Linked DNA regions of Mus musculus: all the other regions are linked to region 3. A link is a contact called in public promoter capture Hi-C data. All regions are on one chromosome and are shown on one strand. Each heading gives the region's core, a stretch centred on a gene start, on an enhancer-like site or on the middle of the called end of the contact. The rest is flanking DNA. Distances are from core to core; before and after follow the strand shown. Region 1 holds the start of Hddc2 (HD domain containing 2). Region 2 holds the start of Hint3 (histidine triad nucleotide binding protein 3). Region 3 holds the start of Echdc1 (enoyl Coenzyme A hydratase domain containing 1). Region 4 holds the start of Trmt11 (tRNA methyltransferase 11). Region 5 holds the start of Ncoa7 (nuclear receptor coactivator 7).

Evidence for each region. Promoter capture Hi-C pulls out the DNA fragments that hold promoters and counts their contacts. Capture Hi-C pulls out chosen DNA fragments and counts their contacts.
Region 1: a promoter capture Hi-C map of pre-B cells shows a contact between it and region 3. The contact joins the promoter of Hddc2 here to the promoter of Echdc1 in region 3. A contact is called at or near these places in 6 of 39 promoter capture datasets (the C10 cell line, the HPC-7 cell line, HPC-7-derived erythroid cells and 3 more), 1 of 15 datasets of contacts at CTCF or cohesin (large pre-B cells), 5 of 484 Hi-C or Micro-C datasets (B cells, CD4 T cells, macrophages and 2 more), 2 of 115 datasets of contacts at active chromatin or transcription factors (astrocytes and stem cell-derived neural progenitor cells) and 1 of 9 other capture datasets (adipose tissue).
Region 2: a promoter capture Hi-C map of liver shows a contact between it and region 3, with 4 times the contacts expected there. The contact joins the promoter of Hint3 here to the promoter of Echdc1 in region 3. A contact is called at or near these places in 9 of 39 promoter capture datasets (the 3T3-L1 cell line, hematopoietic stem and progenitor cells, liver and 4 more), 6 of 484 Hi-C or Micro-C datasets (CD4 T cells, CD8 T cells, forebrain and 2 more), 10 of 115 datasets of contacts at active chromatin or transcription factors (acute myeloid leukemia, embryonic forebrain, fibro-adipogenic progenitors and 7 more) and 3 of 9 other capture datasets (adipose tissue, liver and macrophages).
Region 4: a contact with region 3 is called in a promoter capture Hi-C map of pre-B cells, with 6 times the contacts expected there. The contact joins the promoter of Trmt11 here to the promoter of Echdc1 in region 3. A contact is called at or near these places in 10 of 39 promoter capture datasets (the 3T3-L1 cell line, cranial neural crest, hematopoietic stem and progenitor cells and 5 more), 3 of 484 Hi-C or Micro-C datasets (CD4 T cells, nephron progenitors and uterus), 4 of 115 datasets of contacts at active chromatin or transcription factors (acute myeloid leukemia, astrocytes, embryonic forebrain and 1 more) and 2 of 9 other capture datasets (adipose tissue and liver).
Region 5: a promoter capture Hi-C map of adipose tissue shows a contact between it and region 3, with 5 times the contacts expected there. The contact joins the promoter of Ncoa7 here to the promoter of Echdc1 in region 3. A contact is called at or near these places in 2 of 39 promoter capture datasets (liver and pre-B cells), 1 of 15 datasets of contacts at CTCF or cohesin (large pre-B cells), 7 of 484 Hi-C or Micro-C datasets (B cells, CD4 T cells, CD8 T cells and 2 more), 7 of 115 datasets of contacts at active chromatin or transcription factors (astrocytes, embryonic forebrain, large pre-B cells and 4 more) and 2 of 9 other capture datasets (adipose tissue and liver).

The regions. Positions count from the first base shown.
Region 1 is chr10:31,312,090-31,314,789 of GRCm38.p6, reverse strand. It overlaps Hddc2 (HD domain containing 2), which reads right to left and starts at 1,385. Exons shown (of 6, transcript NM_027168.2): 1 at 1,307-1,385; 2 at 154-275. The coding sequence starts at 1,375.
Region 2 is chr10:30,616,953-30,619,652 of GRCm38.p6, reverse strand. Hint3 (histidine triad nucleotide binding protein 3) reads left to right here and starts at 1,287. Exons shown (of 5, transcript NM_025798.3): 1 at 1,287-1,450. The coding sequence starts at 1,301.
Region 3 is chr10:29,312,222-29,314,921 of GRCm38.p6, reverse strand. Echdc1 (enoyl Coenzyme A hydratase domain containing 1) reads right to left here and starts at 1,422. Exons shown (of 6, transcript NM_025855.4): 1 at 1,189-1,422. The coding sequence starts at 1,255. Gm46218 (a long non-coding RNA gene) reads left to right here and starts at 1,505. Exons shown (of 2, transcript XR_001779751.2): 1 at 1,505-1,685.
Region 4 is chr10:30,599,406-30,602,105 of GRCm38.p6, reverse strand. It overlaps Trmt11 (tRNA methyltransferase 11), which reads left to right and starts at 1,406. Exons shown (of 13, transcript NM_028604.3): 1 at 1,406-1,516. The coding sequence starts at 1,445.
Region 5 is chr10:30,802,003-30,804,702 of GRCm38.p6, reverse strand. It overlaps Ncoa7 (nuclear receptor coactivator 7), which reads left to right and starts at 1,377. Exons shown (of 16, transcript NM_172495.6): 1 at 1,377-1,874.

The sequences.
Region 1 (2,700 bases), core at 136-2,635, 2.0 Mb before region 3:
CACACATATTCACCCTTTAAGGCCCTAACTTCTCACTTGTTTCCCCTGAGACCAACGCAGAATGTAACAGAAAACTTACTATAGTTTACAACTGAAGTCATCCTCACACAGAGTCCAGAAACCTTCATAAGCATCAATGTTCAAATAACTTACCTATCCTTGTTAAGACGGTCATCTCTGGTCACCATGGCCATAACTGCCATCCGGTACATGTGATCTGACACGCTTTCTGGCTTTTCGACATTTCTGTATACCCAGCCAGTCCGTGGAACTCTCTAATAAATAAGATAAGGAATTAAACAAAACACTATCCCTGGGAACAACAACAAAAAATGACAGGTGCTCTTCAAGAAAATGCCAGAGAATGGCCACAGAGCCACATGTCAGCTGAGTCGTGGTTTCAAACCTATTTTTTTAAAAATGTTTCATTTAAACTAATCATATCGATAAAAATCTGAAATCTCACTAGTGAGTGGACAATTCACAAATATACAAAAATGTTCAAAAGTATACAAAAGTCCAATAGTCTTTACTCTGTGCTAGTGAAGTATAACTATGGGATAATACACAAAAAGTTTTTAGACATAAAAGCAAAACTGGTGGTACGCCTGGTGGTACACGCCTGGAATCTAAGAACTCAACAGGTGAAGACCCAAGTTCCAGGCTGCCAGCCTGTGCTGTTCATCTGTGGTGTAGTTAGGAAAAATGCAAAGCAAAGCCCCAGTATTATTCCTAACTATGAGAGTAGTAGGTTTGTGCCGTCCAAAAACTCATTTCATACAATAATAGAATATTTTGTACATGCAACATGTGACAGACTCTCCAATTCTAACTCAGATGGCTTGGAGGAGTTTCCATGGCAGTCAAGCCTTTCACTACTTCTCAACCTGTGTAAGTCTGCATTTTCTCTGGGAGTTCTATGCATCTAACGAATTTCACAAATAGTCGCAGTGTTACAGAACAGCTCATCTTGGAACAAAGGGGGCTCTGCACAAGCTCTGCCAAGCAAGGGCTGGTGCACGCTGAAACCGATTTACTGAAACCAACAGTTCCGGAAGTCACGGTGATAGAGGAAGGTTTCCACAGCCTACGTGCAGGGGTTTCGGCTCCTGCCTTCCGCTGCCGCTCCGCAGCATCGCCATGGCCTGGGTTGTGGCCGCGCTGGGCATGGAGCGTGCACGAGTCCCCGGTCCAGCCTCGGCTGCGTACCCGCCAGCAACGCCGGGCTGAGCGAGGGAGGTTGCGTGAGGTCGGTGCCTGAGCTGGGCCGCACCGCCTCCCGGCCAAGCCGATCCCACCCGCTCACCTTGAGCTGCCCAACTAGACGCAGAAAACGCAACAGCCCGGCTCCAGAGCCGGACGAGGCCAAAGCCATGCTGAAGTGCATAAGAGCTGGGCGGTGTCAACCTCAAGCCCCTCCCCATTCCCCTTCAGCTCCTCCCCGCCCTCCTTCAGCTCCTCCCCGCCCTCCTTCAGCTCCTCCCCGCCCTTCTTCAGCTCCTCCCCGCCCTCCTTCAGCTCCTCCCCGCCCTCCTTCAGCTCCTCCCCGCCCTCCTTCAGCTCCTCCCCACCCTTTGGCTCCTCCTCACAGCCCCACTTCCTCCTTTGGTAGAGCACTTTCTCTGTACTAAGGTCTGTGCTCAGACTTTGGATGGTCTCTGCCCAAGTAACCATCAACTTTCACAGGAATCGCAGCTTGACGCTAAGGGCAGAAAGGCCTAAGGAGGATGAAGCTGGATAATGCCTGCAAACCTTGCTTCTTAGAAGCCCAGTGTCTGATTGGCAGGAAGAGCTAGCTATAAGAAGCTTCGCTTAACCAGTTTAACAAAGGCACTGGGCAAGCCTGTGAAGGGAGGCAATGCTTGGCAGACATACCAGGAAACTTTGGAGGAAGCAGGAAATGGGCTAGTAAGAGGAAGCCCATGGTGAAACCACAAGCATCCATTCTGCCAGGAAACTGATCAGGATCTTCCAGGACTACCTGACTAGTTTCCATTGACAATTTGATGGTACAAACTTTTAAATGCAGTTAATGGATATGGACAAATTCAAGCAGAGGGAGTCGAGGATATGAATAAGATTCAAGAAGAAAGAGAAATAAAAAGGAATTCCAATTTTATTTGTAACAAAGTAGGTTTATTTATTTACAGGGCCCTAAAAGGTGATGGTTCTAATGAACCATTGTCTGTTCTCGTTTCTCACTACTTGATATACCTACCACCTCTTCCATATGAGCCCGAATACTATACCGGGAACTATACTAGAAAATGTATAGTCATCATAGCATAATGTTGGTATAGAATGTTGCTCAGTAGATTCTACAGAACCCTGAGGCAGCATCCATGAGCAGCATCCAGGATTCTAAAGTCAGCTCTACAGAAGAAATGAAAAGTTGGCAGTATAGTGTAGCTGTGCATGAGGTCCCAAGTGCTCTCCAGCACTGAAGTAGCATCCATGAGCAGCATCCAGGATTCTAAAGTCAGCTCTACAGAAGAAATGAAAAGTTGGCAGTGTAGTGTAGCTGTGCATGAGGTCCCAAGTGCTCTCCAGCACTGAAGTAGGTGAGTGGTTTGTGTTATCTATAAAGCACAAGCTTCAAATGCCAGCACCACCAGGCTGCCTTGCTATGCTAAGGTCCTAGGTGTAGAAAGCCCTATTCCTGGTTTTATATATAGTCCCTATCTGCTTTCTCCCTATAAA
Region 2 (2,700 bases), core at 38-2,537, 1.3 Mb before region 3:
CCCCCCACCATGGCCCAAGAGGCAGCCCAAGTACTCAAGTACCTACATGGATAAAGACATACAGCTACTGTGTGTGTGCATGCATACACACACCATAAAAAAGCAGCGTGATATGAAAGTGTAAGAACAGACATGGAACATGATAATATTTAAATGTGTCAAAGTCAAATTTTCTGCTTCTGAGTCCTGCCTCAAACTTGTGATGATCTGAGAAGCTATTGTCATGATTGCACACCATATGGTTAACTACAAAGGGAATTAAATGCAACGTGAATGTGCATGTACTCTTACTTAACTTACGTTACTGTTTCAGATTACAAGATAATTCACTTAAAATCACTACTGAGTTTAAAGTCACACTAAGTGTTATTATGGGTTCTAGAACTAGACATTTATTTGAATTTTATCATTTGGGTAAGTGGTAAGAAAATAAGTCTGAATCTGTCTCTTTCTGTAGACCTGTAATAAAATAATCAACCTTGGGAGTTTTCACAATTAGAGAAACAGAGTATTTGGTGCTCAGCAAATGCCATGTATTGTAAAAAGGTGAGATCACATCATACTTAAGAACTGATACTTTTCCGCGCATGATTGTTCCCAAAGGGTTTCTCTCCCTCTCTTTCCTAAATAGCCGGGAATACAAGAGAAAATTGTTACAATGAATCAGGTGACCTGGCAGGGAATTTCTCAATTACTACCTTTTCTCTCCATATGACATATGTGTGATAGGAGACCCTTTCGATTTACATTGTACTATAAACAAAAGCAAACATGTAGAGACCAATTTGGCCGGGTTTGTTTGTTTGGTTTGGTTTCAGATCCTAAAATTACTGTGGCTGAACAAGTAAGTACACAGGAAACTCGGAAATTTCACTTTGCCAAACAAGGCTCTCTATACGTTTGACTCATCCTCTCATACCCTTAAAAGAATCGAATTTCTATACTCTTTTTCTTTTGTAACGGGAGTGTAATACACTATAGGGACGTGAAAGCAATATCCTTTACACTTTAGATGAATGTTACCAACCCCTGGATAGGTCTTCCCGTCAGAAAACGCCTTTGAGCAGTGGGCTCCTGCGGCTGCGCTGCTTTCGTCATCACGGAGCGCCGGGCTTGCCCTCTGATCGTCGCCCTTTTAGAGGCCGAGCTATCTGGTGTGTCCCATACCCAGAGTCTGGCCCTGCGCGTGCGCAGACTCCGTGTCACTAGGCGGGCCACCCTAGGGCGGCGATTCCAGGTGCATCCGCCCGAGGCGGGCCTTGCGCACCTCAGCTGATCCTGACGTCGCCTTTCGGCCGCCATGGCTGAGAAGCAAGCGGGCTTGGTCGGAGAGCCGGATCCCGAGGGGTCCTCGCCTGGGACCTCGGAGTCCTGGAACTATGACAGCAACTGCGTGTTCTGCCGCGTGGCGGCGGGTCAGGAACCCAAAACTGAACTCTTTCACTGTGAGGTGGGCGGCGACAGGCCGGGTGGGTGGGGACCAGGCATCCAATCCCTGCTCGCAGGCTTCTGTCTCTGCAGACGAACTAAACAGTGACTGACTTCTGTCAGGGACCCAGAGGTCTCCAGTGTTGCCTTTGCTGTTCAGTAGGGAGAGATAGCAGTGATAGAGCCCAGCATTCTCGCCTCCCTCGCATGCATTTGCAACACAGCAGCATCCTGTGTCTTTACTTTTATTTTAGGGAGTCTTCCTCTTCTCTAGATAGTAATTTTAAAATTATGTATTCTTCCAGTATCGTTAGAGAGCGTACAACTTGCTGAAAACAGGTCTTGGACGTGGTGAAGAAGTGTGAATTTGACTGAAATGGGCTGGAATGGGGTTTCAGGACTGGGTCTGAAGTCGAACTGATACTTACAGTTAATAGCTTGTAAGAATCTTCCTTATCTACCGTGAGAGCCTCATGAACTACTCCCCTTTTCGTTACAAGATCTCGACAGGGTTCAAACCTGTGCAGATCAAGTGTAGTTAATCATACTTGCTGCGAGATCGGGAGAGCAACAGTCATGTCATGCCTGGAAATTCCAGAAAACTCTCCCTTTCCCCTGGGTCTAACATTTTTACATCTCATCATCCTTCATAAAGAGTTAATCTTTTGAGAGAGATTTATCATCTTGCATTTAAAATTCTTATTACACATATATTCATTGTAAACACAGGAAATGATTGCACTTATATAAGTTGTTGATATATAATTATACAAATAAGAGCAGAGGAAATTATTTGTTTTGGTATAATCAGGGTTGCCAGCATCATGAAGAATTTGTTTGAGGAATCTTTCCAACAAAAGTCAGAGATGATTCTTTGCCTCACAGATCTCTGTATGGTTTTCTTACTGTATTTTTAGAATTCATTTAAGCAAAGGGCATATCACATATTCTTAGCAGGGGGCTTACCAGTACCAAGGGCAGTGTCTTACTCTTTGTGTATGAGTCTCATGGCATTGATACGAATTATTTTTAAGGGGCTCTTAGAAATAGCTGAGTGGTAGTGGTACATGCCTTTAATTCCAGCACTCAGAAAGGCAGAGGCAGAAAGATCTCTCTGTTGGAGGCCAACCTGGTCAATGCAGTGAATTCAAGGACAGCTAAGGCTATGCAGAGAAATCCCTTGAAAAACAAAACAAAAACAAACAAACAAACAAACCAAACAAAAACAGAAAGAAAGAAAGAAAGAAAGCTAGCTAGCTCTTAGAATCGAAA
Region 3 (2,700 bases), core at 173-2,672:
GCTGAGTTACAATGTTAGAAACATTTCTTCAGGACAAAAATCCTAAATTTTGTCATGTGGTAGGACAGCAAAGCAGCTGTTCTATCAGGAAACAGACCATTCCAGGTGAACATGCTCACTGCCAAGCCACTGCAAAGCACCTCTGGCCATCTGGGACCAAAGGTTTCCCTCTCCAATTCTACATGCTAGTTCTTCCATTAAAAGTCCTTAAATTATACTAGAAAACTAACATAATTCCATATTTAAAACAATTAGCATAAGTAAACAAAGAAAAATCATAAGGTACTTTTGAATGAAATATATAACCTGTTTCTCAAGTTTTCACATTACACACCACCTACACCTCTCCCCACACAAACCAAAGAAAAGAACTTTTATTTCCTCAAATATTGATTTTTGTCATCCCAAATCTTAGCACATATACTGTTACAGGGTTGTTTTTTGTTTTTTTTTTTTTTCCTGACAGTAATTTCAAGTTATCTTCTCTAAGTTCCCAGACTACATAAAATCCATCTCCACTACCAACAGCTGTGGTCACATCAAACACTATCATTAACTTCTAGTTCTGACAAGTCGTCCTAGTAAATTTAGTTTCCAAGAAGGCATCCGAAGTGTTGAGAACAGTCCCTGGCAAACGGGGATTTCCAAGATTTTTCTTAAAACACATGGCTAGTTCACCATCTAGCTGGTTTCTTCTAATTCACTTTGTTGCACATCCTCTTTGCGCCTCAGCTAGCTGTCAACTAATTGGTTTTCAAGTCAAAAAGACAAACAAAACAAGCCTGTCTTGTTGCCATCTTCCTCTTCCCTCCCCAAGATTTCACTTTTTTTTTTTTTTTTTTAACCTGTCAGGCTCCTATGAGGGAGCTATTTCTTCAAACTAACTCTTTGATCAGTCTTGGTCACATCTCTAGCACGGAGAACAAGAAACAATAACAAGTTAGAGAATCCGATGTGGAAGTTAGGAAATTAAGAAATGCTAACGTGTGGTGATGTCCTTAGTGAGGTGTTCATAACTCCTTGAGATTTGATAAAAGTGGAGACAGAATAGGATAACTTTAATTGCTCCCATCAAAGTTGGGTTGCTCTTCTTGTTGAAAAAGTTGGCTTCACGAAACAAAGATGTAGGAAAAGTTTGAAATAAGCAAGATCATTTAGCTCACAGGTAGAGATCCCACGGAACATTACCTCGGTTCTCACAAGGGATTCCAAAATATTCAGAAATCGGCTTAGAATTGACCTCACACCTTCTCATCCTTTGAAACTGCCAATTTAGCGGATTTTCCCACGTTCTCTGCAACGCCTCAGGATTTCCCAGAGACCTGCAGGAACTCACGAGCCCACCTGCGCGGCGGCGCCTGCGCTGCGGTGCAGAGCCAGCAGAGGGCAGTGCGCCTGCGCGGTGAGCGTGTGCGCAGCCGCGCGCCCCCTCGCTCTGCATTGGCCCGCAAAGGCGCGCCACCCAATCACGCCACAGCGCGCTGGCCAGGGTGCGGGGGGCGAGGGGGCGAGGGGGAGGGGACATCTCCGCGGCCTGTCACTTGGCCGCAGCCTTACCGCCGGCCCGCAGCCCCTGGCTCTGACTTGCGCTTCCGTGTCCTGAGACCCTCTTCCCGCACCCCACCTTCCGCTGCGCGCGAGCCTCTTCCGGCTTCCACACCGCTCCGGGCCTGTTTCCGCTCCTGGTATGCTCCCCGGGATCCTTTGGCCAGAGCTCCTGAGTTAGCTGAAGGAACTCTGGCGACCCGGAAGTCCCGCCCCTCCCCATCAGACTCTTCATGTCTGGAACTTTCACCTCAACTGCTGTAAGCTAGAGCAGGGAGCTCAGGTTTTTTTCCGTGGTTGACATCTCCTTGGTTTAGGGTTCAGACAAGGGAAAGGAGGCCACCCAAATACTTCGTACCCCAATTGGCTGCAAATGAAAAAAGGGAACGATAAGACAAGAAGGCGAGAGAAAGTTAAAGAGCGCTGAGCCTTCTTGGATTTAAGAGCTGCTGGGGGCAGTATTTTATCGTTTGTCAAAAAATACTTAGCAGGTTTTGTGACACGACTATGTCATGTGCTCTTTAAAGACTCGAAGCAAAATGTTTTTGTTTTTAAAAACGGAAGGAAAGGGGAGAAAAGAAAGATGGGTGTCCAGAGGGGGTCAGTTTTGTCAGCTCTGTACCTTGCTTTGGATGGCACTCTGGTGTTCATAGACTTCTGCAGTTATCATACATAATGATCAAAGAAATAAAAACATGTTTTCTGGTGGGATGGATATAATGTGGCAAAGCAGTAGGGCAGAAATGGTGACCAGTTTATAATACAAAGGTGTGTTTAATAAGGAAGAATTAATAAGCCTAGGTTAGCTGAACTGGTAGGAAGAAATCGTTACTAGAAGTGTTTAATTCTAGTATTTTTCAAAAGGCAGAGAGTTTATTCTAAAGCCAAATATAAGTGAGGTTTGGGTTATCCCCAGTTCTTTGTTCCAATATGAAGGTGTTAGGGTAACAGACCAACAAAAATTATTTTCCAAATACACTGATGGGAATGTGAAAGCATGGGGTGAAAGGAACAAGGAGATTTTAAGTCTCAGATCTTAGGTCTCAGAATCTGTAGCTCTCAAATTATAGTTGACCGCATCCTTAGCAGTTCTACTGGTGGAAGCTATTAGTTTGTCTGTTCCAAAAGACTTACCCAGGGACCATTAAATTGTTA
Region 4 (2,700 bases), core at 157-2,656, 1.3 Mb before region 3:
TTATAGTAGTACTTCCTTCAGAGTCAGAACCCAGAAAGGCAGATAGATCCAACAGAAAGTCCTTGTAGCTGGTTTGTAGGTACTACACTAGAGAGTGGGAATGCTGGGAAGTCAACGTCTATCCATCTCCTTGGCCCATCTCACTGCTGGGTAAAGCTTTTCAGGTGTATCCTGTTAGGGTAGGAGTGCCCATAGCCAGGTGAGTGAGTCCTCATCGATTCTCTAGAAGGAAACCCAATAAACTCATTGCTCATTGGAGTGAACTTTGGTGATAATGTGCCTTGTTTTGTTCTTGGGATTTTGGTAGACATGGTTGCTGTTGCTTACATTGTCCTCAGTGAAAGGATTTTTAACAACACTAACAAAGGCAAATCTCTCTTTAAAAAAAAAAAGCAGAAATTCTCATTTAAAACAACAAAAAACATTTCCCAATGCTATTTATTGGTCCCATGCAATAGAGTATACGTTGAAGTTTGAATATTGTAACACCTAGTACTTATAGCTATTATCTGTAGGATGCAATACTCCAGTTCTTAAAAGAATATTGAAGCTCACAGATGTTACAAAATTCGCTGAGAGCATAGGGATAATAAATGGAACTGAGGTTTGGGTAACAAGGGTCACCACTGTCTGTGTGCTGGCTGTCTTGATCACTACCAATAAGCATCAACTATATTTCTGGCACAGGATACTTGTATATGCTGTGCATTACCAAGGTGGAACACAAAACCCAAAAATACAGGCCTCAGCAGTACAAAGGGTTCAGTACTTTGAGCAGAAATGATACTTGTCGAGCTTATGTATAGGTAGCCATGTCTCTTGCAAACTGTTATGGTATTAGGCCCATCTGAGTAATTAGGGTAACTTTCACCAATGTTTTTAATCTACCACTGGCTGTGGATTTACTGTGTGCCTGGAACAACATAGCATAATTACGGAGTGCAAGTCTGAGGAAGGCTTTTGTTTGTTTGTTTGTTTCCATACAGAGCAACCCGAGATGGGTCCTTGACAGCTCTTGAAAAATTTTTGCAAAATCACTAAAAGTACACTCAGTGTTCAAGCAGGTGAGGCTGAATCTCGAACGATTAAGAGTCTACACTTAACAGTGAAGTTTTGGTCCAGTTTTGAGCTGAAGAACAGAGGGAGGAGTCAGAAGAACACTCCAAGTGGAGTATCCCTGGGGAACTGCGCGGGATCACTGCAGCCTGCCTCTTAAAACAATGCATCTCACAAGGGGAGCGTGCTAGGGTAGCCACAGACGGTGGGAACACCAGGATCTCACTCTTGCCCTTAGCGCCCCTTCCTAGAAAGTGCCACCCGCCAGTGTTCCTTGTCGTGCTTCCGTTTCCGGCTCCGGGATGAGGCTCGGCGGAAACTTGGCTCTAGGGAGGAGGAGGAGGGGGCGGGCCCGTGGAGGCCGCGCAGGCGCACGGTAGTAGCTGCAATGGCGCTGCCGGGCTCCTTGAATCGCTATCTCTTGCTCATGGCACAGGAGCATCTGGAGTTCCGCTTACCGGTGAGCCGTCCTGGGTGCTGGGCGCAGAGGCTCGCACTCCTCACGCGCCGGCTGGGGGGGGGGGGGGTCTCTGCGGGCAGCGGCGCGCGCCTGGATTGGGGCGGGGATGAGGCCGCTGGGCGGACCATGTCCCCGGCAGCCTTTCTCCAGGACGGAGCCTTGCCATTCACCCCTCTGCACGTGCTCCTGGCGCCGCAGTTAAGCAGGTGAACCTGACCCGACGCAGAATGGAGACATCCATGGGGGCTCTCGGTGGAGTGTGAGGAGTGTCGATATAGGTTCAGGCATGATGGAAGGCTTGGGGTGGAACTTAATAAAGTTGGGGAGGGGGAAGCTTTTTTATTTACTCAAGTGACATTTTCTACAGCGCCTGAAGTCGCGTGCACCGAACGGCAAGGATGCGCTGACTGACAGCTCTGCCCTTAAAGAGCGTAATGTTTACTTAGGCTCAGGACTAGCGGACGCGAGAGCATAGCCATAACTTTGTGAAGTGCAATGATGGAGGGTTCTTAGTGGGAACCTTTAAAGTATGGGGGCCTTTTAAAAAGGGAATCTTTGTCCATTGATGAATGAAGGATGTTGCCTTTCAAGGTGGGGGTGACATATGAGCTACAGTATTAGTTACCGGGGCCAAGGAAATAAGTCCATTAGAAGTATAAACTGTTGTTCGTTGCTCGTCACCAGCTACGTAGCAGAGTGGTAAAGAGAGAGAAGTAGGCTGATGGACCAGAGAAAACAGACTTGAGGACACTATAGCTTGGAAGAGGAATTAAACAGTTTAAAAGTAAAGAGGCAGAATTAGATTGTTTTTTAATAGAAAGTAAAATGAAGGAAGGACTCGAGAGCAATAAGACTGGAGTTAATAAGAATCTGTTGGAATATTAAATGATTAAGAAACTAATCTAGTGTCAGCAGTAAGAGAACAGGATAGAGTGGCAATGTAGGAGGTGAGAACAAATCTAGATTGTGATAAGCATTTCATTTTTCTGCGTAAGAAAACCTGGAAAGGATGAGATTTCTTCAACTTCATGTTTAAAGAGTGGTGAGACACTGGAACTGGAGAGTTGGCTCACTGGTTACGAACACTGCTCTTCCAGAGGACCTGAATTTGGCGCCCAGCAGCTGTGTCAGGATACTGCCTACAGCCATTGGTAACCCCAGCTCCAGGGGTGCCTACACTTCTG
Region 5 (2,700 bases), core at 128-2,627, 1.5 Mb before region 3:
GTAGACGATGCTAATTCCGATTTCTGTGTGAAGACAAGACTCAGATGAATCAGTCAATACTCAGAAGAATCAGTCAATACTCAGTCACAAAAAAGAATGACCAAAGAATCTTTAAATTAGAAGCACCCCCAATCCCAACCATTTGAGTACAACTCCCCATTCTATTCAGACTTTCACTTTAGTGACAAACTATCCTTAGCATGTGATCCATCATGTACTTCCAGGGGAGATAATGAAGACAGTGTCATTGTTTGGCATTGCATTGGAAAACTTGGGGAACACTCTATCAGCAAGTCACCACTTTGAACACATACTCAGTTATACTTTTGCCTAAGAGAAAAGAAATCAAGGCCTATTTTATTTCTCGTCAGAACCTTGGGTTCATAGGCACAAAAGGGTGCTGACCGAGTTAAAGGGTGGGAACAGTACCTGCAGCAGAGCCTGCACTCAAGGTTGATACCAAAAGGGGTGTAAAGAACACAGAAAGAAGTGTCTCCTACTCAAAGCATAAACATGCAAACCCGATGTCAGAATTTACAGATGGTCAGTGCAAAACCAGGAAGTGATTCCATATTTGCATGACCATGTAACATCATCTGCTGCTGAAATCTCAGAGTCATGGCTGCTAAGGGCTTTGCTCCACCCTCCAGAGAGACTGGCAGTACCAAGAAGCAGCAGCAACCTGGGGAAGCCTCTATGTACTGTGTGTGTTGATGGCTTAGGACACACCTGTCACACACACACTTTTTTCTTCCTGTATTTAAGAGTGATCTTCACGATCAGATCCTCCGAGTCATCTTGCAGTTATAGCCACTGGACTGTAAAGGGAACAGCGTCCAATACAGGTTGGAAGCTCACAGAAACAGGGCCCTGGGCTCATACAAAAAAAAAAAGAAAAAACAAAAAAACCTTCCCACTCAGCTGCTCTCCAGCCCCAGCCAAGAGCCAGCTGAACTGCCCGTTGCTACATCGCATTGCCTTGGCTATAAGGTTTACAATTGGGCAGCTTATAGGATGTTGTACCGGGGACAGAAGAAGACAGTGGGCCTCTTTGCCAAAGGCAATGCTGGAAATGACAGAGGATGAATTTATGGTTGCCCCTAGTCCTAGAGCTGGAAGGTGAAGTAAAAGGACTTTAAGGCTCCAGCAAGGGCTCTAACTCCACATGTGCCCATAAGCGCTAACTTCCCTCCAAGATCCAGACAGGAGCCAGCTAAAAGGGATAAGATTAGGGGCCAGGTAAGCAGACCGTACTCGGTTCACTGACTGCCTGACCATCACAGCGTCACAAATGGCCGGGGCCTGCGGAGGCCGCGCGCGCAGCTCTCCGGGGCGGAGCCGCTGGGCCCAGGGTTCGGGGGCCCGAGCCACCTCGAGGCTGTCCAGCCTGCGGCTCCGAGGTCGCACGGGGCAGGCAAGATGTCGCAGCTGCAGCCCGCATCGCTAAGGCGGTCGGCTGAGCTCCCGGGTCCCAGCCGCAGCAGACGAGTGCAGCGCGCGCCCCGGGTCGGGCGGAGCTAGAGGCGGGCGCCGGGCTGGCGTCGCGCCACCGCAGCTCCCCGCCTTCCGCCCAGCTCGCGCCCGGCGCCCTGACCGTGGGTGCTGCTGCAGGTACCTGGGCGAGGCCTCGAGCACCCCGGCGGCGGCTGCTCGGGCCAGATCGGCACTCCGGAGCCCTTCAGGAGCGCACCCCGCAGCGCCTGACGCCTCCCTTAGCTCCTCCTCGGCGGGCGATCCCCTCCCCGGCCCTCCCCCTCCTCCCACCCCGGAGGATGCGCTTCCCAGCGCCCAGCGGCAGAGGCCACGGCTCCCAGAAATGCGTGCTCCCGAACCACTTCGCCCAGACCCGCGGAGCCCGCGCCCCCGCCCAGTAGGTAGGTCGCCGAGGCGGGGCCAGGCCTTGAAGGCTACCGGCTGCTGATGCTGCGGCCAGGAAGAACCGGAGCCTCCCTCCTGGGCTGCCGAGGTGTACTAATGGCGCTGGGCGCAGCCCCCGGGGGACCCGAAACGCTCTGCTTGGAACGTTCGAGGCCGAGCCGGGGCGCAGGGCCACTGGACCCTCCTCGCTAACAATCAGGGGACCCTCGGTTGGGGGCTGGGAGAGCTTGGAAGGATAGGTTGGCGCGGAGCTTCTTTGAAAGGAGACCGTTGCCTTTTTCTCGAGCTCAAGTAGATTGTGTCATTGCATTTTTAAAAAACAGGATCAGCAAATGCGTTCTTCCTGTTCTTTTTGCTAAAATGTAGACGACCACGGTTGTTGTTTTAGAGGTATTTAGGGGTGGTTATGAATTTTTGTGTAATTTACAGCTAGCCGAGTGGTATATAAAGTCAGTGGTGCAAACACTTTAACATTTTGGGTGTCAGTTTAAGGAAAGTCTTTCTAGAAATCAGATTACCTAGGTAGGTGATGGATGAGGCTGGCGTGTTCTCGTAGGATAAAGCTGACTGGAGCCAATGGGTTTGAGAGCTGCAAGTTTGATACAGGTGTCGGGAGTTGAGACTCTGAAAGATGCGCCAGCAGAGGCAGTCTTGTCTCCGGCCTCGCCTTCAACTCTGAGCTGACCCTTGCTTTTCTGAGAATCTGGTTGAGTCTTTTTTTCCTGTTCTTGAAATAAAAGTAATACATTAGGGCTTTTAATAAAATTGTTTCCTCTCAGGCTGCCGTTTTGGATTTTACGTTAAGCAATAAGGTTTAGAATT